Regions from separate parts of the Mus musculus genome. Here all the other regions are linked to region 2. The links are chromatin contacts, called in public promoter capture Hi-C maps. All regions are on one chromosome and are shown on one strand. Each heading gives the region's core, a stretch centred on a gene start, on an enhancer-like site or on the middle of the called end of the contact. The rest is flanking DNA. Distances are from core to core; before and after follow the strand shown.

Evidence for each region. Promoter capture Hi-C pulls out the DNA fragments that hold promoters and counts their contacts.
Region 1: a promoter capture Hi-C map of liver shows a contact between it and region 2, with 2.5 times the contacts expected there. The contact joins the promoter of Car8 here to the promoter of 4930412C18Rik in region 2. A contact is called at or near these places in 2 of 39 promoter capture datasets (cranial neural crest and liver).
Region 3: a promoter capture Hi-C map of liver shows a contact between it and region 2, with 9 times the contacts expected there. The contact joins the promoter of Plekhf2 here to the promoter of 4930412C18Rik in region 2. A contact is called at or near these places in 4 of 39 promoter capture datasets (the 3T3-L1 cell line, cranial neural crest, liver and 1 more) and 1 of 115 datasets of contacts at active chromatin or transcription factors (astrocytes).
Region 4: a promoter capture Hi-C map of liver shows a contact between it and region 2, with 4 times the contacts expected there. The contact joins the promoter of 2610301B20Rik here to the promoter of 4930412C18Rik in region 2. A contact is called at or near these places in 7 of 39 promoter capture datasets (the 3T3-L1 cell line, the SN4741 cell line, cranial neural crest and 3 more), 2 of 484 Hi-C or Micro-C datasets (embryonic stem cells and uterus), 5 of 115 datasets of contacts at active chromatin or transcription factors (embryonic forebrain, embryonic stem cells, epiblast stem cells and 1 more) and 1 of 9 other capture datasets (embryonic stem cells).
Region 5: a contact with region 2 is called in a promoter capture Hi-C map of liver, with 3 times the contacts expected there. The contact joins the promoter of Ints8 here to the promoter of 4930412C18Rik in region 2. A contact is called at or near these places in 2 of 39 promoter capture datasets (cranial neural crest and liver).
Region 6: a promoter capture Hi-C map of liver shows a contact between it and region 2, with 4 times the contacts expected there. The contact joins the promoter of Ndufaf6 here to the promoter of 4930412C18Rik in region 2. A contact is called at or near these places in 5 of 39 promoter capture datasets (the 3T3-L1 cell line, cranial neural crest, frontonasal cranial neural crest and 1 more).
Region 7: a promoter capture Hi-C map of liver shows a contact between it and region 2, with 2.8 times the contacts expected there. The contact joins the promoter of A630034I12Rik here to the promoter of 4930412C18Rik in region 2. A contact is called at or near these places in 2 of 39 promoter capture datasets (cranial neural crest and liver).

Annotation. Positions count from the first base shown.
Region 1 is chr4:8,237,278-8,240,558 of GRCm38.p6, forward strand. Car8 (carbonic anhydrase 8) reads right to left here and starts at 1,764. Exons shown (of 9, transcript NM_007592.3): 1 at 1,575-1,764; 2 at 642-833. The coding sequence starts at 1,677.
Region 2 is chr4:9,769,219-9,772,739 of GRCm38.p6, forward strand. 4930412C18Rik (RIKEN cDNA 4930412C18 gene) reads left to right here and starts at 1,367. Exons shown (of 4, transcript NR_030693.1): 1 at 1,367-1,476.
Region 3 is chr4:11,005,783-11,009,046 of GRCm38.p6, forward strand. Plekhf2 (pleckstrin homology domain containing, family F (with FYVE domain) member 2) reads right to left here and starts at 1,837. Exons shown (of 2, transcript NM_175175.4): 1 at 1,611-1,837.
Region 4 is chr4:10,872,604-10,875,891 of GRCm38.p6, forward strand. It overlaps 2610301B20Rik (RIKEN cDNA 2610301B20 gene), which reads left to right and starts at 1,895. Exons shown (of 6, transcript NM_026005.3): 1 at 1,895-2,169. The coding sequence starts at 2,012. It overlaps n-TSaga9 (a tRNA gene), which reads left to right and starts at 1,461; the gene lies at 1,461-1,542.
Region 5 is chr4:11,252,571-11,256,043 of GRCm38.p6, forward strand. Ints8 (integrator complex subunit 8) reads right to left here and starts at 1,689. Exons shown (of 27, transcript NM_001159595.1): 1 at 1,411-1,689; 2 at 206-380. The coding sequence starts at 1,540.
Region 6 is chr4:11,074,686-11,077,902 of GRCm38.p6, forward strand. Ndufaf6 (NADH:ubiquinone oxidoreductase complex assembly factor 6) reads right to left here and starts at 1,520. Exons shown (of 9, transcript NM_001085493.2): 1 at 1,295-1,520. The coding sequence starts at 1,491.
Region 7 is chr4:11,189,696-11,192,953 of GRCm38.p6, forward strand. It overlaps A630034I12Rik (a long non-coding RNA gene), which reads right to left and starts at 1,535. Exons shown (of 3, transcript XR_001784240.1): 1 at 1,450-1,535. It overlaps Ccne2 (cyclin E2), which reads left to right and starts at 2,014. Exons shown (of 12, transcript NM_001282943.1): 1 at 2,014-2,120; 2 at 2,986-3,022; 3 at 3,120-3,216. The coding sequence starts at 3,009.

The DNA.
Region 1 (3,281 bases), core at 514-3,013, 1.5 Mb before region 2:
TTAGTGCTAATGTTTTTTAAATCTGTTTTTGTCTCTCCTACATTTAAGCTGGAAAGCAATTCTCCCAGAAATTGCATTTTCCACAAAACATTTCAGATTCATTTCGGCAAGGTTCAAGAAGAGTGAGTGAGTTAACAATAACCAAAAGCAAGCACTGAGTTGCCACTTAAATATCGGACTGCATTCAACATTAAAGTTATTCTTGTCATTGATAGAGAAGGGAACTTTAATTTGAAAAGTTTGAACACAGGTGATATCAATACATCCCAATCTTTGGTCTCACAAACTATTTTCAAAAGACATTATAATTAAATGATTTCAGCTAATCAGTAACTTAGAACAAAACGCACAGCAGAAAGACCCAATTCCGCAAGCCTGTGTGTGCACTCCTTCCTTCATAGCTCAGTAAATGTTTGTTTGAGCAAGAGGCAGCTCCAGGCACAGTTTTGGAAGAACAGCCAGCTGAGATAATCATCACTTCACCCTCTTAGCCCCTGAGAACTCTATTAGAAAATAATTCCCAGAAAAATGCAACTTATAAGGACCATGAAAATAGAAACTGTGTTGGTGTCGCCTTTAAAACCATACAAGTTAAATCAGAGCTTGCTTATAAAAGTGCAGAAACATGTGTTCCAAATTACCTGATTTTGACTTCAGGATGACTTGAATGGTGTGTCCATCGTTGGTGACTTCACAGTCCCGGCACACCACATAATTTGGAGACAGGCGGACATCCAGCAGTGAGGGGTCATACCTGGCTTCTCTGGAGTTTAGGTTGATAGGTGACTGGTACTCCCCATTAGCATCAGGAAACACTAAGCCCCACTCAACACCTGAAGACAAAATGAGACTAGGTTGGATTTTTTTAAGGTTAATGACAGTAAAATATAACACAAAAATCTCATAATCCTTAACATTATAGCTGTGACTATCATCTGTATGTAGATGAAATATAAGAAATGTGTGTGGGTTTTTACATTCATTACGTGAGTGATCTGTTGTTAAATATCACACACAAAATCCTCTACTGTCTGTGCATACAGACGCTTTGATGTAGGGATCTAAGAAACTTATGCCATCTTGAAGTGACTAGAAAAAAGATACCTCAGAAATTTCTTCTGCTCATCAGTTCAATTATGTGCAGTACTGGGAAATTTCCTCAAAGCCCCACATGCTCAGAGACAACAGAAAACCTGTAACGCTAATGAGCGCCACTTGTTTAAAATGCAAATACAGTGTCCCATACATATTAGTTCTTTTGCTCTTTTCTCCGTGTATACAGGAAACATGGGCGGGCACTAATGACTATTCGAAGCCCTGGATCTGCGAAGACAGATTTAGAAAACTCTTTTTAAAGTCCCCAAGATCCAGCCTGCAATTCGGGACGGTTTTTCTGAAGTGCGTTTGGTTATACTTCCCAAGACTAGAAAGCAACTCGGTTGCACGTCTGCTCCAGGCTGGGAGATGTGGCTGCCTGGGTGCAGCAGGTGCGAACAGCACTCAGGCAGCCACGGAGGGGCAAGTGGGGGACCGCGTGGGGCGTAGCAGCCGCGACAGCGGCCCCACGAGCCTACCTTCCTCGTAACCCCACTCCACGCCCTCCTCCTCCTCCTCTTCCTCGTCTTCCTCCTTCTCGGGGAAGGCGACTGCATCCTCAATGAAGCTCAGGTCAGCCATGGGCAGCTCTGCGACACGGGTGCGGGAGCGGCAGGCGCGGGGCTGGGGACCGCACTGAGCGTGGCAGTCCCCGCGAGCGCGAGAGGCAGCGGTCCGGCGCAGGCTTGCGCGTTTTAAGGTCGGTGGGGGCGTGTCTGACTCGAGGACACGCCCCCCGCCCTACACTCCCACCTACACCCCCTCTCACCCCACAATCGGGACAGGCAAGCCTGCGAAAATCAAACTGGGGCTGCAGCAACACGGGAAGCCTGCTGCACCCAAGTCCTAATACCCTTTCAAAAGCCTGGAGACTCCAAAATCCGCCCTGTCTCCCGTGCTCCCCTTGCTCCAAACAATTTTCCCAATGGAGTTGCCTTGCTTTGGGAACGGGATTGAGACCGGGAACCCAACAAGACTCCCTGGTCGAATGGTTTATTGGCCATCGTTTACCGGTCAATTTTGTTGGGGTTTGGTTTTGTGAGACTGGGTCTCAAGGAGACCAGGTTGGCTTCAAACTCCTCCCAGTGGAGAAGCGGATGACCTTGAACTGCACAGGGCTCGCTCCACTTTGCAAACACTGGGCTTGCAAGAATGCACCACCACCATGGGGCCAAGCGTGGTGGTGGCAGCTTATCTGAGCGAGTTTTACTTTTTAATCCGTCCTTAAAACACAGGGAAAATGAATATGGATTTTATTTTTCCCAAAATAAGTCCAACAAACATTTCACGAAAAATAATTTAGCAACTAGACATAGGTATAGTTTGAGAAATTTTTACTAAATATATTTCAAAGACAATGAAATGGGGTGTTTGGTTCCACTTTCTAAGTCTGGGGTGCTGCTGCAGGCTCACCTTGCTGTGGACACCGCTCCCAAGCGCCTCGTGAAGTCGCGCAAATAATGAAATGCACACACATTACGAAACAAACAGGAACTTTCCCCGATCCAAAGAGGTCAAGTCGTTACCCCTGAAGCGTGTGTCCCAACCTCAGGCTAATGCTTCATCCTGGTGTTCCAGCCCTGTTCAGTAACCCCTAAGCTCCTTTCCTCCACGATAGCAGATATATTTGCATAGTAAGTTAGTACTCAGGCCTGCAGTATGCTTTGCCTTTTACATAGCCCATGCACACTCCACAGTGTCTGTGAGATTAATGGATGCATCGAGTTCCTCAAACAGGGCGGGGGTGATTGATTAGCTGGGAAATTTTAAGGTGCCGGGTTGCTATCCTTTACTGCCTGTTGGGGCCTTAACTTAAAAAATAAATATCGTATCACGTCTTCAGGAAGTGGATGGAGGCTAAGGAGAAAAACATCAGTTGACCTACTCCTCCACTGTCTGAAGAAAAACAAAAAACAAAAACAAACAAACAAACAAAAAACCTCCTGGACAGCTGCAGCACCCACATGGCCTGTGGGTTTCAGGGTGTGTGTGTATGTTGTTGTTTTTTTTTTTTTTTAATTAGGTACTTTCCTCATTTACATTTTCAATGCTATCCCAAAGGTCCCCCATACCCACCCCCCAATCCCCTACCCACCCACTCCCCCTTTTTGGCCCTGGCGTTCCCCTATACTGGGGCATATAAAGTTTGCAAGTCCAATGGGCCTCTCTTTCCAGTGATGGCCGAC
Region 2 (3,521 bases), core at 117-2,616:
TTTGAGCATTTCATACTATGTATAAAACATTCTGATTGCTTTCACTACCCAGTCTTTTCCTCCCACTCTTGTGAATCACCCTCGACAAATCCTGTCCCCACATCTGTGTCATTTGTTATGTTTTTTTTGATCCGTCAAGTTTAACCATGGCTATCTGAAACTGCTTCTTTCCTGCCGGCACATAAATTCCCCCGAAAAAGTGACTCTGAGATTTCTATATATGAATAAATTTTGAGGTCAATAGCTTTGGCTCTATTCTCCAACTAGCTCTTACCTTAATTACTCATTTATTTTATTCTATGTTCTGCCACCTGGCTGGTTACCTGGTCCTCAGTTTCTGTCTGGGGGGAATCTCCAGAGCCTGACTCTTTTCCTAGAATCACACACACACACACACACACACACACACACACACACACACACACACACAGTGTGTGTGTGTGTGTGATTAATCTGTGAAGACGCTGTTAAGTAATATTTATTTTGAATTTTGAATTCAAATTGTGAATCATTCATTAGGAACTTTGAATTCATAAGGAGACAGTTCTGTTATACTGGGTCTCAAGACTGAAAGACAGCAGGGTAGAGACACTGCTGAGTCATGGTCAAACTCAGCAGAAAACATATCAGTTTACCCGTTTTCTGTCCATATTTTTCTGTCTTCATACTTCACCTGCAGTGGTTGAGACTTTGAAAGTGTACAGTCTAGGTACTTGCTCTCATATATATTTGTTTTGTTTTAGGTGAGGTCTTGCTGAGTAACCCGGGATGCTGTCAGACTCACTACCTGAACGGCTCCAGCATGGATCCTTCCGCGTCAGCGTACTGAATGTTAGGACCATAGGCATGCGATATTTTTAAAGGGTATCTGACCTAACACCACTAATACGGTTTTATGTAGCTCCTTAGGTGGAGAAAGGGAAGCCACTTTCCTGAACTTGAAGATTCCATATCTACAGATTTGATCCCTCACAGATTTCTGAGGAGTGTATGTATGTACAGTCTTTCTTTGTTATTTCCAAAAATAATGCAGCATAACAACTATTTGTGTAGTGTTTCCCTTATATCCAGCATTAAAAGTAATCTAGGGATAATTTAAAGAATGCAGAAAATGTCTGTAGATTGTATTAAAATGTTGCACCATTTGACGTAACGATCCTCTGCCATCCCAGAACCCCTTTCTTCCAAATGGAAAATCTTTTTACTACGCAACCTATCTCTGAGCAATGGCTCCATTAGTACCTTAAAACTTCCTTCTTGTAACAGAACCCCGAATAACACCCTGCTCCGTCTCCCAACTTCTTGCTCTTTTTCCCATCGAGTCACGAAAAGTGTTTCTTGGAACCGGTCGCGCAAAAGGCTCAGTCCAGTGCGCAGAGGTTTTAACAGTGACTTCCCGGGCTGTGTGAGCGGCGCGTGCGCGGGTATCCTCAAGGGACCTGCGCAGAGTCTGGACATTACTCTCAGGCCAACGAGGTGGGCAGGCCTGCTGCTAGGTGACCGAGTCCTCTTTGGCGGTTTTAATTTCCCCAGCAACTTGCTCGCCTTCTGCTGTAGCTGAATCTGGCGCGTAAGATTCCTGGCGGCCCAGGCCCACACCAAGGTTTGTGCCCGGCCCAGCCAGAGTGAAGTTTGAAACGGAGACCTCTGCCGGAAGGAGCGGGTCGTTGGCAGGACAGCGGTTTGGCCTCCTTCCCCTCCGCCCTTGCACAGCCTGGGGCGGTGAGGAGGTAGGGGAGTGGACCTGTGCGATCTGACCTCTGGGGCACTTGAACTCAGCTACGTACATCCTACCCCTGGTATTTCTTTTCAGCGCTGGTGGCGATCAGAGCAATTAGCATGCGAGCCCTCGGGCTGTTCCTCCAGCTTCTGCCAGGATTGGAGGTAGATAAGTTGGGTTTATAGTGAGGTTTCAGGTTAACCTTGGTGAATATGAAGCATGCGCGGGAGCTGCAGTGGGAAAGATTTTTGTTTATCGTATGCACTAGAAAAAAAAAAAAATCTGTCATGGACTAGAATGCCAGAACACTTAAAACAGCATTCACTGCAAGTAGTATTCCCCAACCTGTTTTGTTTTGTTTTGTTTTTAAACTATGCCCCCTAGCGGTATAAATAGGAATAACCTTTTAAAACAGTATGGTTACCCTTCTCACAATTCCAAGAAATTGTGAACTCATTAATTTCATCTACTTGACAAATTTTTAAGGAACCTCACTAAATTTAAGGCATTCTGCTTCCGTGTGTGTATTCTGTAATAGAGGCCTGATTTTCACAGATTGGCTCCCTTCCACAAACCTACTTCCTTTTCCACAGCAAGCTTTTAGACCAGCTAATGTGGAAGGAGCTAATAGAACGATAGTGCCCAGCACATTATAAGTGTTAAGTAAATATTAGTCGTTATCATAATCACTGCGAACTATGTTTACAGTTTACCTCCTACACGTTTGTTTTTAGATTTTTTTTAACCCTTTCATATTCGAATCTTTGAGTCTGGGGTCGTGTAGCCCAAGCTGGTTTTATACTCTCACCTGTGTATAAAGGATGGCCTTGAGTTCCTGATGCTTATCCGCAACCCTAAGGATGCTGGAGCTGCAGATGTGTCCTGCCGCCGCGCCCATTTGATGTGGTGCTGAGGGTGGAACCCAGGGCTAGGCGGGCACTATACCAGCTGAGTTCCACCACCAGTCCTTTACTAATTTAATTCTCCAATGGAAACAGTTTTATACATGATCATTTCTAAGGTTGGAGGAAGCCATGTAGTAATCTGTACTGGGGAGTAAGAAGTCAGAGGGAGCTAACTGAGAGCTTGCCTCAGAAAACTAAAAGGGAGGAAGGAAGGAAGGAAGGAAGGAAGGAAGGAAGGGAGGGAGGGAGGGAGGGAGGGAGGGAAGTAAGGAGGGAGGGAGGGAGAGATGGGGGAGGGGAGGCAGGCTGAAGTCCTATTCCGTGCTTTTAATTCTTGTTTTGGAGAGGTAGAGATAGGTGGATCCCTTGAGTGCACTGGTCAGTTAACCTAACTTACTTCGCAAGTTCCAGGCCAGTGACACCATCTCAGAGAGAGAGAGAGAGAGAGAGAGAGAGAGAGAGAATGAAAACAAGTGTATAATATTCTCTGGCAGTCAATCACACTTGCAATTCCCTACCCATCTCAATGTCTCAATGTAAAAGGAAAGATGAGGCTTGGGCTACTTTCTTTCCTGTACCACATCTGTTTTGTTAACATCATGTTCTGTCCAACGTCCTTGGCCGCTTTAGGTTTACCCATCTCTCAGGCTCATCCTTGTTCTCCAGGCTTGTGAGGTGTTTTTATTTGTTTTGGTTTTGCATACGGTATTTTGCATGCCAGACATGAACGTTAGGGCTGAGCTATCTTCCAGCCCCCATTTTATTACTATTACTATTATTATTATTAAGTGTTTCTTTGTTTGTTTAGATAAGACCTGGAATTCACACTCTTACTGAGTTAGCTTCCTGAGTGCTGAAATTTCAAGCATGCTCTGTTACATTGAGGGTTTTTTTTT
Region 3 (3,264 bases), core at 587-3,086, 1.2 Mb after region 2:
GACCTCCACAGTTGTGCCATGTGCCCACACAAATGTACACACACACACACACACACACACACACACACACGATATAATTAAAAATAGAGGGGTCAGAAAAGTGGCTCAGAAAGTAATGATAGCAGCTGGCCCCCAAGCCTGACAACCTAAATTCCATCCCCATAATCACATGGTGAAGAGAAGAAACTCAGGAAATTTGTCTTCTGACCTCTCTGCGTGAGGTCTGGGGCTGCGTGCCTCCTCCTTCCCCACATAGTAGAATGATTTTAAAAAACTAAAGAGTAAAAAAGGAAAACCACCACGGCTGTTTACGGCTTCTGCATTGTTAAGAGTCTTTTCAGCCCATTTAACATAATTTTAAAGCCGCCTTTATTTTTTTAAGGGTATTTATTTACTAGGCTACTTCATGCTGTACACCAGTTTCATTTGGGGGCAGGGGCGATTATAAAGAGCTTTCCAAATAAGCAACTTAATACCATTCACCTCCCAATGCTCTCATGACCCATAGTGATTAAAAATAGCCTGGGTTAATTCTGATTTAACCTGGGTCCTCCCACCCCTTAAGCTATAAAGGTACAAAGATAGGGGCTCAAAACTCATGCACCTTTAAGGAACGAAAAGGAAAAAGAATAAAAAAAAAACTGAATCGTCAAAATCACCCTAATCTGTTTGTTGTGGTCCTGGGGTTGTTTGTTTCAGACTCAAGCTGTAGCCAAGGCTGGCCTTGAACTCGCGGCAATGCTTCTGCCCTAGCCCGCGGGAGTGCTCAGAAAACCGGCATGAGCCAACACACTGGGTTATTTCACTTAGTCTTAAGACAACACATGCCTTAACGTTTCAACTGAACGTTCAACTCTAAATGGTTCTTTAACGAGTCTCTTAGGCAACATATTAAAACATAACAAAGAAGGCATTTACCAGTTTAATGTACTTGGGAGTCTGAATTACTGCTTAGGTGTATGTAACCTGAATACTAGTCATTTCCACTGCACACTCACACAACTTACTGCTTTAATATTCGAGGACTATACAAGGCTACTCGAGCAACTTGGGGAACCAGCTCTTGGCCTTTAATAACATTAAAAAAAAAAAAAAACTAGGCAAAAGATCATAAAACTTAAAAAAAAAAAACCCTTCAAGTAGCGTGTAAGCTACCGCTCCTATCTGAGCCAATTGTACGGTGCCATTTTCATATAAAGTCATAAAATAAACTGCTGGAGTCAGAGCGTGCCCCTGACGCCCAGACCCTGCAAAGTTTTCAGACCGCACGATCTGGGGACCCGAGTCCTGCTGCCCCACAACTTCGGGGGCGACGCGAGGTCCAGTCCCCAGCCGCCGTCTATGGTCCCGGCCCTGGCCCTCCGGGCGGCGTCCCGCGGACGGGCGCGGCGGGACCCAGGCGGTTCCAGCCCGAGCGCCGGCCCGGAGGGGAGCCGCCCGAGCGCCCCGTTTCCCACAGACCCCAACATGGCGTCGGCCGCCGCCGCCCGCGCCAACCCCTCCCCGCGCCACGGCTGGCCCGGGCCCGCGGGGATAGGCGCCCGCAAAGTTTCGCTTCTCCCTCCCCAGCCCGCCGCCGCCCGGTGCGTCCCGACCCCCATGGCACCTACCCGACCCCGCGCGGGCGGCGGCGCCGAGGGTGCGAGTCCTCCTAGTCGCCGACTCCGGGCGCGGACTCCGCCTGCTCCCCGACCCCAGCCTCGCAGGGTTGCGTGGGGCCCCGCGAGGCCGGCGCGATCCGGACGCGGCGGGCGCAGCCGCTCGCAGGTGACTTCACCGCCCCTCCAGTCGAACCCGACAACGGCCGCTCCGGCTGGCTTCCCTCCTGCGCGCGCACCGGCGCGCCCCCGCCCAAGCGCCAAACACGGGCACGAGCACACCCGCCCTGCCCTTTCTTCCCGGCTCCCTCGCCCCGCCCATCGCCTTGCCCCGCCCCTCCATCCCCACGCGACCGCACGGGGGGCGGGCTCTTCAGCGGAGGCCACACCCACTCGGGGGCCTCCCCCGGCGGGGTTGGGGAACGCGCGCCTCTGCAGAGGTGACGCGCGTCTGAGCCAGCTGAGGCTGGACTGGGTCGCCTGACCTGACTTTCCTGACTCGGGCTAGCCTTCGGAAAGGGCTCTTAAGCAGTCCGCGAAGTTCTCTGGAAGAATGGGCGGAAGCTGCCTCCACGCCTCCCGCCCTAAGGAACAGGAAAGGCTTTGCTTCTCGCCACCCAACCGCGTCTGCCAACCCCGCCCGGCTCGGCCATTCAGCCGAACACCTGCTGTCGCTTTCTCCCAAGCCAGGGGTCTGCGCTTACCGCACCCATGACCCGCAGGCTCCTGTGTAACCTTATGCCGAAGAACTCCGCTCTTTTCAAAACTTCCCCTCGGCCAACTGCTTCGCGTACCTAGAACTCGGTGCTACCATGACGCTGGGTTAGAAGAGCGTTTACTAGGCGCTGCGGAGAGATAGCAGAGGCATCTAGGCTGGCTGGCTGGGAAAAGCACACCGTTTAAACAGGAAAGGGGTAGAAATTGGGTTATTATTAAAGTTTTATTCAGGAATTTTCTTTTTAGCCTCCTGTTGAGCAGTTCTCAACCTGCGGATCACAGGAGTCGCCTAAGACCATCGGAGAACATATTTTGCATTATGATTCATAACAGCAAAATTACAGTTATGAAGTAGTAACAAATAATTATATGGTGGAGACCACCGCAATAGGAGGAGCTATATTAAAGCATTAAGAAGATTGAGAGCTGCCGGGCGGTGTTGGACACGCCTTTAATCCCAGCACTTGGGAGGCAGAGGCAGGCGGAATCCTGAGTTCAAGGCCAGCCTGGTCTACAGAGAAACTCTGTCTCGAAAAACAAGAAGAAGAAGAGGAAGAGGAAGAAGAATGTCTGTGAAACAAATACAGTTGTTTTAAATTAGTATCCAGAACAAAACTGGCAAAGGAGATCAGTTGTCGTAATAGGGATAGTTACAGGATTTCAATCGTATACACACACAATCTTTATGTGTGCTAGACTAAGCACACTCTAAAATCTTTTTAAATTTTAAGATTAGGAACTGCTGTGTTTCTAGTGTCATCAATAAAAATGTTGCTCTTCGAATGCCTTTAATCCCAGCACTCGGGAGGCAGAGGCAGGCAGATTTCTGAGTTTGAGGCCAGCCTGGTCTACAGAGAGTTCCAGGACACCCAGGGCTATACAGAGAAATCCTGTCTCAAAAAAAAAAAAACAAAAAAAACAAAAAAAAAAAAAAACAAAAAAAAGTTGC
Region 4 (3,288 bases), core at 645-3,144, 1.1 Mb after region 2:
GAACATACATGTACATACTCACACACAGCCATACACATGCATATACATACACGCGCATTAAAACTAATACAAATGTATCTTTAGAAAGGCTTGTCTTCAATTAAAAAAAAAAAAAAGATTCCCAAGGTAAAATGGCAGATTAGACGTTTCCTTCATGTGACTGAGTAAGAAAAGAGAAAAAAGGGAGAGTAGAGCAATCAAGAAAGTGCGGTCAGGACAACCAACAAGCATGGAATAGAAATGCCATGGGCATGGAGTATATGAAAAACTGGCGACAGCTCCAACCAGCTCCCAGGCCCCTGGGAGCATGAAACGGGAAGCAATGACCACAGGTTGATTCTGAAAGCCTTGTGAAAAAAGACTGCTAGGTCTAACCTCAGAAGAAAAAAAAAAAAAAAACAAACTCACAGTTCTTACAAATTTTATGATGTAAACAGGCTCGACAGCAGCAAGGCCACGCAGAGAAACAGCTAGAGTTTGCCAGACATTACCTTTGTTTTACTATAACATTACATTTTAAGTAATGGTTGCACTCAACAATAGGCCGCCAAAAAAAAAAAAAAAAAAAAAAAAAAAAAAAAAAAAAAACCATCATCCTTCCAAAGGCTTCTGGTGAGCTGTTACCTACCATTTTTATATTGCGCACCGTTACATGTTGCTCCTCGGGAAATTTAAAACTATTTTGAACGAATTAAGTAAATGAAACTAACAAATCACCTGGCTCAGATGTCTGCCGAACTCAGAGTGCCGACTTCTTGGCTAATACAACTTTAGAAATGCAATGTGCTCGCTATGTTCATGAAGCGGTGCTGTGATCTAGGTCTGTGTTACAAACCGACTCCAGGGAGGCTGAGGTAGGAGAGACCTCAAGTTCTAAGGCTAGCCCAGGCTATATAGATATGACTGCCTGCTCAAACCATAAGAATTGAAAATACTGTGGGGGCTTGTTTTGTTTGTTTTGCTTTATTTTGTTTTGGGTTTTGCACCGTGGTTTATATTCTTTTTCAAAGTAGTGCTTCATATCCTGGTGAGACAGTCTTGCGATTCATAAATTGATAGGAATCACTATTTTATTGGTAATGAGAGAAAAACGGTCTAGGAGCTGCTTGTCAAAGGAAAACTAGAAGTGTGCGGGGAAGCTGGGAGGCTGGCCAGAGGTCCTGCAATTCCAGTCTCTCTACTGCAAATGCCTCTATCAATAAGAAAGTAGCCGGGGCCCCTCTCTCGCTTCTCTCCCTCCCTTTCTCCTCTCGACCGCACCCCCCCCCCCACCCCCCACTCTAGCTTTGAAGACTCAGCTCCAACACTTTTATGTCACAGAAAAGAGGGGCAGAATTCTTCAAAGCACAATGTTCGAATGTGCTTAAGCTTTTTCACTCCGATCCAAGCCAGCTTGAGTGCGGCATAAGTTTCCAATGCAGAGTCTACATAGAATCTTCCTGCCAAAATTAGCATCACCAGTAGTCGTGGCCGAGTGGTTAAGGCGATGGACTAGAAATCCATTGGGGTCTCCCCGCGCAGGTTCGAATCCTGCCGACTACGGAAGGGAATGTTTTTTGCCACCGAATGAATAATTTTGGATCTGCAGATTCCCCGATGAAACATACAGCCTGCCAAAGCGACCAGGGGTCGCCACGGGGTGGAAAGAGAGGCTGTTGGGGTGGAAAGAGAGACTGTTTGTGATCAGGCGCCGGAGCGGAGCGGGAGAGGTGAAGGGCAAAGCGGGCCCACAGGCTGCGTGGACGGCAAGGGAAGCGCTCCGGGCACGCAGGACCCACCGACAACATCCGCGGCGGCCGGCCTCAGCGGGTCCCCGGGCCTCGGGACCCCCTGCCACCGCGAGTGCGCGCCCGTCAGCGCCGCGGCAGCGCGCGCGCCCCCCGAGTCGCCCGGAGGTTTGCGCAGGCGCGGAAGGTTGTGGGGAACCCGCTCCCGGGCGCGTCGGTTTCTCGCGTTGCCGTGGAAACCACCGGCCAGCGAGGCTCGGGAGAGAAAGACGCGTCTGTTCAAGATGGCGAAGGACCTGGACGAACTTCTGGATGAAGTCGAGACCAAGTTCTGCAGACTCGACCCCTTGAGGCTGGACCTGGGTGAGCGGCCCAAAGGCGACGGCGGCGGCGGCTCGCACAGCGGCGACCGGAACGGAGCCCAGGAGAAAGAAACTCTCAGGTTAACGCAGGCGGGTGGACGGTTCTGCTACAGCCCTGCTCGGGGCGCCTAAGCCGGCCTCCGCCGCCGCGCGCCCCCGCGGCCTGGGCTACTGTCCTAGCCCTCGACGGCCCTCGGGTCACGGCTCAGACCCCGCCCCTGGGCGAGCCTGAGGGAGCTGAGACCCTACCTGACAGCCCTAACCTGACGTGGATCGGGGTGTCCCTCCCCTGAGACACGACAGGGCCACGCTGACCAGACCCACAGCGTTCTCATCGGCGAGGGGCCCTGACTGCAAATGTCGTGCCTCTCACGCCGTTACCAGGCAACCCTTAGGGAACCGGTAGGCCAGCTGTTAGAAGACCATTTTATTGTCTGATTTGTTTAAGCTCGAGGAGTTAGATGAGAGTATATTTAATTATTAAGAGTATCCATTGCAAATATCTGAATTAAATAAATTGCCCAGTTGCCTGCCATTCCCCGTGTCTCCAAAGTTAAGGGACCCAGCAAATGTCCTATTATATCCAGGTCGAAGTTTAAAGACACTTAAATCTTTGGGGATTTGAACAACAACAATAAAAAGCAGGCGTCGTTGCATTATCCTTTAAAGTGAGATCTTAGGCTCAGTAATAACTCCTGCTAGGACCTGCCGCTTGCCTAGACCATTGGGGGAAAGGCTGGTGTTTCTTCCATTAATGTATAAGGTATTACTTTGCAGTGTTTGCTTTGTGTTTGGCTTGGTTTTGTTCCTTTGTGGTTGGAGAGAATTTGTCAGGCCTTTTCATCTTGGAACCAACATAAAGAAGCTTAGACTGTCTCCACACTGAAAGGATGGCCATTTCTGTGGCTTCTCCCCAGCCATGTGATCTTTCCTGCCTGTGTCTGACTACCAGACTCCACCCACACCCTCCTCTCCCTGCCCCCACCTTAGCACATTTATAATGCCTAAAGTGAATCACAACTGTTATCACTTGTGTTAAACTTTTTATCAGGGACAATGATTAGAAGTTGTGCAAAAAACAACAGCAAATACCCTAAGCCAAGTTTTAAATACAGTTCCTTTCTGGTATGGAATGCCATCACTGAAGTTTTACACTAAGCCAAAGGAAATCATTTGTGAGTTTATGAACAGACCACCTG
Region 5 (3,473 bases), core at 439-2,938, 1.5 Mb after region 2:
CTGCTGCCTCAGCCTCAGGCTATTGGGACTACACACATGTCTAGGTTTACTTTCTTAATACCTTCTTTACATGCTTGAATGTTTTGCCATGAACATGCAGAAAAGTAATTTATTTTAAGCCACTATCAGAAAAACATTAGAATCCAGACAGAAACAAAGACATTCAAACACTGCTTCAAATGTAATGCCATTTACAGCTTTATACCTTTTCTCCAGTATGTCTAAATCCCACTTCAAATGTGCAGCAACTTTAAGAGCAAGAAGCTTTAGGACGCGATTTCTCTTGTTATCAGGTGGAGGCTGGACTTGGTTTTGCTCATTAACTGAAGGTTTGGAAGCCTGCTCCAAAAACTGAACTATAAGCTGAACTGGTGCAGGATCTAGGATTTAAAAGAAATTAAATTCTTAAAGTTTTCGTTATAAAAACGCAAAAGGATTCGCGTATACTAAAGACTATGGTACTTGGGGGGCACGAAACATCTGGAGGTGTGGTCAGAGACAGCTGCAGATCGGCGTTTGCCAGCTTAATTAATAAGCAAGAGGGTCTGGGGACGATTCAAAACTGATTCATAACAAAGCATTTCACAGAGAAGAACTAAGCATTACAGGTTCCCAGTTCAAGATAAGACCAATGCCAATTGGAGGAAAGAAGTAGTGTTTTGACAGGGGTCTTTTATTGAACTGTCTCTAGCTTTGTTTCCCACCAGTAAAGTAGCGGCTAATGCCACTTTCTTCACTATAATGAAGGCTTCGCTAAGGACCGCAACCTATTTAAAGAGCTAAGCACGGAGGCTTGGCACCCTAGCCCCTAACAATGTGTCAATAGGAAAGCTCTAAAAGCACTGAGATACACTTGGTAAAACTGCCCCACCAATGATGCCAACTTTTCACAAAGTAGTCTCCTACAAGGCCAAATTCGGATGAGAACTGAGCAAACTAAAGGTAAAGACCTTACATTGTACCTTTACCAAAATGCCCGAAAGAGGAAAAGGGCCATGTTCCTTGCCCAACACGGGTATCCCTATACAACAGCCGAAGCAGCTGTTTTCGGGGGATTTATATTAATTCGGGGTTCAACAGTGAAATACACAATCCCCTGGCTGAATGAACCGAAGGCTACGGCCGGCTCTAGGCTCCGCAGAGCCGCTCTCCCCTCACGAAGTCACCCCCAGGGCCGTGCGACATCGGCGACCCGACCCCCGCACGGCGAGTGCGGGCGCCCTTCGCTGTGAGGACCGCGGCAGACCGAAAGCCTTTGTCTGAAACTTTCCGCAGACGCTCCGCGGCGACGTTCCCGGCTGAGGCACCGTCGAGCTGGGCCCAGCGGCGCCGGCCAGGCCTCAGGCAGCGGGGGACAGAAGGCAGCGGGCCGCAGACCACGCCCGCCCGCCCGCTCGCTCGCTCGCTCACCCGGACAGGCTTTGCGCAGATGCTTCTCCAACAGCGACTCCTCCAGCAGGAACTCGAACCAGCAAGTCTGCGGCGGGGTGCAGGGCCGGCTGGAGGTGGCCGCCTCCCGGTCCGCCGCCTCCGCGCTCATCCTGCCCCCGCCGCCGCTGCTCCCGCCGCCTCCGGGCTCCAACCTGACCCTCGCCCAGTCCCTTTATCCAGCGAAACCGCCCGGAACCTCTAGTCAGCTCGCACAGCCCAAGATGGCGTAGTAGTCGGCCAGAGTCCGGCCCCGGATCCGCAGCTAGCCACGCTCTCGACCAATCCCAGTTAGACTTCGGAGGAAAGGGGCGGGAACAGCAGACTGCTCCGCCCCTTAGCTGCCATGGAGTCTCCTGGCCCTTCAGAAGCTAGATTCTGGCGGGGCTCTCCAGATTCTCTGGACATTCCCAGAGAAAATGAAGCGAGTTCGATGTCTTCGTAAGAAAACCAAAGAGACCAAATCTAGTTGCTTTGTCTTGGGTGCTTTACCTTTTTGAGACTCCTTCCAGCCTAACTCCTCTCCCCGTTTCCCAAGGCTTATTACATAATTAAGATCCAACTTTCCTGGGGTTGGGGATTTAGCTCAGTGGTAAAGTGCTTGCCTAGCAAGCCCAAGGCCCTGGGTTCGGTCCTCAGCTCCGGAAAAAAGAAAAAAAAAAAAAAAAAACAAACTTTTCTGCGACTTCCCAAGACTAACTCTCGGAATAAGAAGCTAGTTAATTTTCCTCAGATCTCCAGTCTAGGCACAGTAAACCCTATTTTACGCGTTCCACCATTCTGAAAGGTCCTTAAGTATCATTATCAATAAAACTAAAAAGCATGGTGTAGTGGGGCATTCCTGTAAAACCCAGCACTTGGAGAGCAAAAGCCAAAGCCAGATTGGTCCTTCTAGAGAGTTCCTGTGATCAGCTGACTGGCCAGCTGATCCGGACAAAATACATCCAGAAGAAAGTTTGAAGAAAACTCCCAGACATCCTATACACACCTCATAGAAAATTTCAGATATGTGTTACTAAAGATGATTGTTTTCATAAAGGGACCCTGAGAAACAAAGAAAAAAATTCAGATTTAGTCAGTTTCTTTTAGATGCTTCTCCTGTTTTGTTTTGCTTTGTTTGAAACAGGGTTTCACTCTGTAGCCCAGAATGACCTGGAACTATGTAGCCCAGGCTAAACTTGAACTTGCATCCATTTTATTGAATCAACCACCCAAGTGCTGGATTATAGATTAAGCTCTTTGTGGGCTTTTTTGGGTGGTTATCTGTTGTTTTGTTTTCAGATTTCTTTTTTTTTTTTAAAGATTTATTTATTTATTATATGTAAGTACACCGTAGCTGTCTTCAGACACTTCAGAAGAGGGAGTCAGATCTTGTTACAGATGGTTGTAAGCCACCATGTGGTTGCTGGGATTTGAACTCTGGACCTTCAGAAGAGCAGTCGGGTGCTCTTACCCACTGAGCCATCTCACCAGCCCCTTTAGATTTCTTTTTAAAAGAATAAAATAAAACCATGTATAGAATATGTAAAACTATTCTATAAATATTCTGATGGATCTTATATCCTTTAGGACTAGCTGGGATAAACTGGGCAGTGGTGGCGCATGCCTTTAATCCCAGCACTTGGGAGGCAGAGGCAGGCAGATTTCTGAGTTTGAAGCCAGCCTGGTCTACAGAGTGAGGTCCAGGAAAGCCAGGACTATACAGAGAAACCCTATCTCGAAAACAAAACAAAACAGGAATAGCTGGGATAGCAAGCCTTTGATTGATCGAATCGAGGCTTTTATAAACCAGCAATAAATTTAAAGCTATTATAAAGTCATGTTAATGCTTTCAACTTCTTTGTATCACTTTGTAAAAAAGTATCTAGCTGAATGGAGAACTCAGCAATCTGAAGAAATGAAGTCAGTCAGTGTTCACTGATTGCCGTGTTAAGTTGGGGCTGAGTTTCTGAATTATTTTGTCTTTAAATGGCAACTCCCACCCTGGTCCTTTAAACTTTAAAGCATTCTACAGTGGCAGACAAGATTGGCAAAGAAAATGGCTG
Region 6 (3,217 bases), core at 270-2,769, 1.3 Mb after region 2:
GATTTAGTTATTTTAGTTACACTCTAAAGCCCTTCAAAGCAGGCATTTGGCTGTGTACTTAAGAGCTGTTCTTCCAGAGGTGTGATTCCCAACATCACATTGGTTCACAACTGTTCCAGAAAATCTGATCGGTGGCACTAGGCATGCACACAGTTCATACACACAAGCAAAGCACGCATACACGTGAAATAAAAATAACACACAATAAAAACAACAAAACAAAACAAAAAAGACCCGACACTTGAGAGGCAGAGACCAGAAGGAGTTCCAGGCCAGCCTGGTCTACAGGGTCAACCACAGCTACATAAAAACCCTGTCTCAAAACAAACAAAAACCATACCGGATAACTGCTGTTAGCAGGGAGGGCAAAATGCAGGGGCGGTGTGGGTGGATGTAATTAAGCCATAGATTATTCATAGGGCTCAATTCCCATCAGGCCCAACCCCCACACATGTCTACAGAGGAAATCCCAGATGTCTTTCCTGACACCAGGTGAACAAAACACAAGTCATGAGGCTGTTCTTGTAAATCTCTGGCAAATCCCTTGTTCCCTTGAAATTATTAAACTTCATCTTAAAAATTGTATTTATTTTTATGTGTATGAGTGTTTGCGTACACATATGTCTATACACTGCTTACCTGGTGCTCAAGAAGGCCAGAAGAGAGCATTAGATCTCGTGTCGGGGCTGGGAATCAAACCTGAGCCTGTTCTCTTAACCGCTAACCCATTTCTCCAGCTCTTAATGCTCTAACTCTTAAACTCCCTTGATGGGAATCACAACTTGAAAGGAGAATTAAATAAGCTGCTTTGGACTTTACTTTTGTAAACAAAATTTTAGCTTTGAGGTTGCTTTGTAGTTAAATCTAAACCTCTGGCCAGTACCTCCTAAGAAGATGCGTCAAAAGTGAGTGTGCCAACTTTTGTGAGATGTGTTTATCCAAAGCACGCTGGGCAAGCACCCTACCAATGGACCTAAAAATGCGCAGGCCCCGTGAATTACTTTTAATAGTGCAGCACACAGAGCCCAAAGCCAGTTAACGGTGTTAAAGTCACTAGCTGTCCATGAATAAAAAGTGCTATGCATGCAAAGGTTGTAGGGTCCATTAACGTTAGGGTTCAGGCAGAGGATGTGCTGAGCCACGTGAACAGGCCTGCGGTCTCCTTCTCCAAGCACGGGCACAGAGCCCAGCAGAACGCAGGACCCGGAGGACGCAGCCCCAGGCTCGGGGTTCAGCGCTCTGCGTTCCACAGGCTCTGGGCTCTCGGGGATGTCCCCCGGGCGCGGCCACTCACCTCAGCAGCTCCAGGCAGTAGAGGTGGGAACCGGGGATGCCTGGCCCGCTGGCCGCCGCCACGCTGCGCCGGACCGCCGAGGGCCCCGGCAGGCGCCGCACACGTTCCCACGCATCCCGAGGCGGCTGGCGATGGAACAGGTTAGCCAAACCGAATGGCCTTGGGCCGCGGACAGAACCCAGCATGGAGGTCGCCATGACACCCGCTTCGGGTGCCCTCCGACCCTGAGGCCACGCCCCCCGGAAAGTGGCCACGCCCCCGGCAGATCTCTGCAACTCCGCAAAGGAAGGACGCCACTCAGACCAGAGCCAGGTGTCGCTATAATCCTGCACATTGGTGACTTGGTTGTCCTCTCCAGCGTCCACTCCCACAGAACCCCAGAACGCCAAAAGGGATGGGTGCCTGCTTTTTAAAGAAGCGACTGACGTTACATCCTGTCACCCCAGAGACCCCCATCCTCTCTTGATCCTCTTCAAGGGCGCTATTGACACTTGTAACCGCACTGCTGGAAGCTTGTTGTACCTGAATGCCCACTATTCACCCACACACATTCCCAGAGACCTCCCAGCATAGCCCTGAACAGGTACACTGATTAGCCACTCTACCTCCAAGAGAAAAACACAAAGATGCTTGAGAGATGCACCAGGTTATGCCTCCATTATCAACCACTAAGGATAAAGGGGAAGGAGAGGAAGGGGGAGAGAGACAGAGACAAAATTTAATTTCTTTCCTTTTGCTTTCTTTTCCTTTTCCTTTTCTTTTTGTTTGTTTTTTGTTTCTTTTGTTTTTCGAGACAGGGTTCCTCTGTGTAGCCCTGGCTGACCTGGAACTCACTTTGTAGACCAGGCTGGCCTCGAACTCAAAATCCGCATGCCTCTGCCTCCTGAGTGCTGGGATTAAAGGCGAGCGCCACCACGCCCGGCTCCTTTTTCTTTTTTAACAGTAACAATATATCATTTGCTGTTAGTTGTCTCTCACAACACTCTAAAAGCCCAAGAGCATGGAGTCATTTGTTTCCTGCTTTAACCCATTGACAGTCCCTCGATGTTGTAAAATCTGACTTGCCTCTGTCATCTGTAACGCCAGCACTAAGAAGGCTGAGACAGGAAGTGTTGAGTGTTCAAAGTCAGCCTACACTACACAGTGAGGTTGAAGCAAGACAAAAAGAGGAAGTTGTGAACCTGAGATAGAAAAGTAGCCTCTCAGCCAGGAATCAGGCCAAAGCCTTTTGCCTGTGGAGAATTTAGAATTCCAGTATAAGGCTAGAGAGATGGGTCAGTCAGTAAAATGGTAAGATAGTACCAGATGAGGTGAAGGAGCTCAGAAGACAAAAAGGAGGCTCAGAGGGGCAGGAGACAAAAGAGGGTAATGGGAGGCAAATGTTGAAATACATTATGTACATGCCATAATGTGCTAATTTAAATACTTAAATACAACAGTTTAAAATACAATAAAATGATACTATACTACAAATGATATGTTGTTACCAACTATTATTAATTGAATAGTCTATAGGTATAGTGGCATGCACATATAATGCCAGCATTTGAGAGTTAGGGGGAAAAAGATAAAGAATTCAAAGGATAGATGGGGAGATGGATCAGTGGTTAAGAACAATTGTTTGTACTCTAATGAAGGAGAGAAAGAGAGGGTGTAGACTTAGCGGGGAAGTGGGGGTGATCTCCAAGGAGGTAGGGGAGAGGAAACCACAACCAGAATATATTGTATGAAAAACCACTTTCAATTTTAAAAAAAGAAAAAAGAGCACTTTCAGAGGAGCCTAGCTATGTCAGCTCCCAGCATACACATCAGGTGGTTCACAACCACCTGTAATTCCAGCTCCAAGGAGGACCTTTTGCAAACTCTGGAATTTTGGTTTCTTTAAAAAAACAGAGAAATATTACACGGATGTACTTTTGTTTA
Region 7 (3,258 bases), core at 285-2,784, 1.4 Mb after region 2:
CATTCTGAATGTATAAAGGCTTGTAAGTACCTTGTTTTACTTTTTAATTTATTTTTGGTTTTTCAAGACAGGGTTTTGCTGCCTAGCCTTGGCTGTCCTGGAACTCACTCTATAGCAGAGGCTGGCCTCAAACTTAAGAGGTCCCTTGCTTCTGCCATCTGAGTTCTGATCTTAAAGGTGTGCACCACCACTGCCAGCTTGCTATCTTAGTTTTCGTTGATTCAATCATTCTAATTTTGCTTTTCCTATGGCTACTCTGTTCACGTAATACTTAGATATGCCCACAGTACATTTTTAATGACGTACGTACACTAACTTATGCGGTTGGACTTATGATACTTAAGACCAATCCCATGTAAACGACAGCCCTCGTTTTCAGTGTATCCTGGCCAAGTTCACCTACATAGGCCACCAGTTGGCACTTTTAGGACAGTGTCTCACATAATCTAGGCTGGTCTTGAAGTCACTATGGAGCGGGGCTGTAGGCCATCAGTTTTACTTCCACTCAGATAACACACCTCTGCTTTCTTGCCATAACGGGTTAGATCTCAAGCTGTACAAGACGACAGCTCCAGCAAAGGGAGGTAACTCCCCCCCCCCCCCCCAGTCTTGATAAGCAATTATGGGTTGGGTGAACGCTCCTTAGGCCTAGACAAGGCACTGGGTCTCCTCTGATCCTGTCTACGTGTAAAGCTGGGAAAGTAAGCTTTAGCCGGTGTGAAGGACCATGCGAAGACCCGGGAAGTGTGACGAGGGCCTTCCTGGGCTCTTAACCACAGCGTGGCACAAAAGGCCCACCGCGGCCGGAGGCCTCCAGGTGCATCTCGGGAAGGGCCGGGCCGCGCGGCCGCTGTCCTTGGCGCCCTCGCACCGGCTCACTCCGGACCAGGATGGCTAAGCGCGGGACCGCCGGCCTGCGGGAGCCCTTCCTGCGCTTCCGCGGCCTGGGGGTGGTCTTTGTTCCCCAAGCGGCGTCGCGCCACGGGACTGTGTGTGCCGTGTCACCCGCAAGCCCGGCCTGAGGGTGCGCAGGGCGCCGAGAGGTAGTCGGAGCCCGGGGCTTAGGAGCGGCGCGGGGCGGCCCGCCACGTCCCGGCAGCGCTCGCAGGCGGGAGGCGCTCCCGCGCAGGCAGTTCGCGCGGGCTCCGCAGGGCGCGCTGGCTGCCGGGCAGGGCCGGGGCGGGGCGCGGCGCGGCGCGGCGCGGCCCGGGCGCGCACGTGGTGCGGACCGTCCTGCTCTCCGGCCAGGTCCCCAGAGCCTCGGCGCTCGTGCGTGCGGACGGGGAGGGCGCCCGCTGGAGTCCCGAGAGGTGGTCAGCGCCCGGAACAGGCGTCTGAGGAGAAAGGCAGCGCGCGGCGCCAATATTTCCCGCGCGGGCTCTGGGAGGGAGCCGTAGGCAAGAGCGGAGTGGCCGCTCGGCGGCGCGCGGGGACAAGGCTCCCACGTACCTCGTCCGGCCGCGCTGAGGCACCTTCCTGTGCGCCGCCGCCCGCTCGTCGCCCGGCGGATGGCTCCGGCTCCGCACGTGGCGGGCGGCGCGCTCCGGCGTGTTTACATTCTGCGGCCGCTCCACGTTGTGCTGCCGTCCTCTCCTGCCATTGGCCGGCTCCTCCCGGAGGGGTGGGCCCTAGGCTCCCGCTCCCCGTGCCTCTGAGGAGACTTGGGGTTCCCCACCCCAGCCCTCCCAAGGCCTCTGCCAAAACGCGGAGCCGAACCGTAGCCTGACACTCCGAGATCTAAGAGCCACCGTGAGGGGGCCCGGCGCGAACTGGAAGGCGTGCGGGAGCCTGTGGTGGGCAACCAGCATGGGGGAGGAGCCTCTGAGCCGTGCAGCCGCGGCGCGCGCAGGTGAAGCGCCGAGAGGGGCGGAGGAGCACGGTCCAGGAGGGCAGCCGTACGGCCACTCGGCGCCCGCCCGCCCGCCAGCCCGTCCGCGCGCACTGAGGGCAGGGCGCGGCGCGCGCGGGCGAGCTGGGCGGGCGCGGGTGGGGGAGGGGAAGGCGCCGGCCGAGGTGTCAGTCTGCGGCGCATGCGTGCGGGGCGGTCCGGGCCCGGCCTATATATTGAGTTGGCGCCGGCGCCAGCTGAGCCGAGCTGTGGAGGGTCTGGCGGTGAGGAGGTATTGGGGACAGGGGCATGCGGGAGCTAAGGGAACCACGTCTGGCGGGAGCCATGGGAGAGGAAAAATGGGGGGCGGGGGTGGGACAAGAAGTAGGAGACTGGAATTCAGGGGTTCCCGAGGTTGGTCCCTGTCAGGATTCTTGTCAGGAGGCCAAGCAGAGGCAGGGGATGGAGTGTGTCCCCAAATGAGAGGCCACGGCAAAGCTTCTCTGGGAGCTTCTCTGTCCATCCTCACTTGGGGAAGGTCTCCCGCGCGAGAGGATTAAGGTGGGATCACTTCACGGAGAGATTCTTAAGCACGGTTTTCTCCTTTAATTCCCCCCCCCCTTTCCTTCTGCTCTTCTGGAATTGGGGTCCCGTCACCCCTGCAAGCGACACTGCCCGCCGGGTGGGGCTGGGAAGGAGGGAAAGGAGCCTGGAGGACGTGACACCAGAAGGTTCCCTCCACCCCCTGCTTCCCCGCCACAGCCGCTCTCCAAATTGGCGCGGAACCGGCTTCTCCACAGCCCGCTCTTGGAGGCTCGTCCAGGCGCCTGGCGGCCGAGGCCAGGACGTGCCTTTCCCACCCTGGTTGTCCTGGGGAGTGCATGAATGGCCCAGATGATCATCTAAGGGTGCTAGGGGACTTTGCAAATTCCTGAACGCACTCGCGTTCCCAGTGTACAGTTAAGGAAATGAAAGCATGAATGTAAAATTACTGAGATAGCGAGTGTATTTCAGAAAATAGTGCAGTGTTTTATTTTTAAAGGTTTAGGCCACCTTCTAGTAACGTTAGTTGGTAACTTCTGAATCAGTTTTAATTTGGAACTTGAAGATTATGGATGACTATGTTCTTGATTTTGTTTTTCTTCTCCCCTATTTAGAGGTTTCATAGTCCTTGAAGAGAATGTCAAGACGCAGGTAACAGTGTTAGTCTTGGAGACATGTTTCAAAATTAGCTGCTGCTTTTGAAATATATGACGTACTAATTAAGCTTCCTTTCTACAATTCATCACAGTAGCCGTTTACAAGCTAAGCAACATGCCCAGCCCAACCAGCCAGACTCTCCGCAAGAAACCCAGATAATTCAGGCCAAGAAGAGAAAAACAGCACAGGTGATTTAAGGAAAAAGAGGGAGAAAGGGAAAAATATTCCTT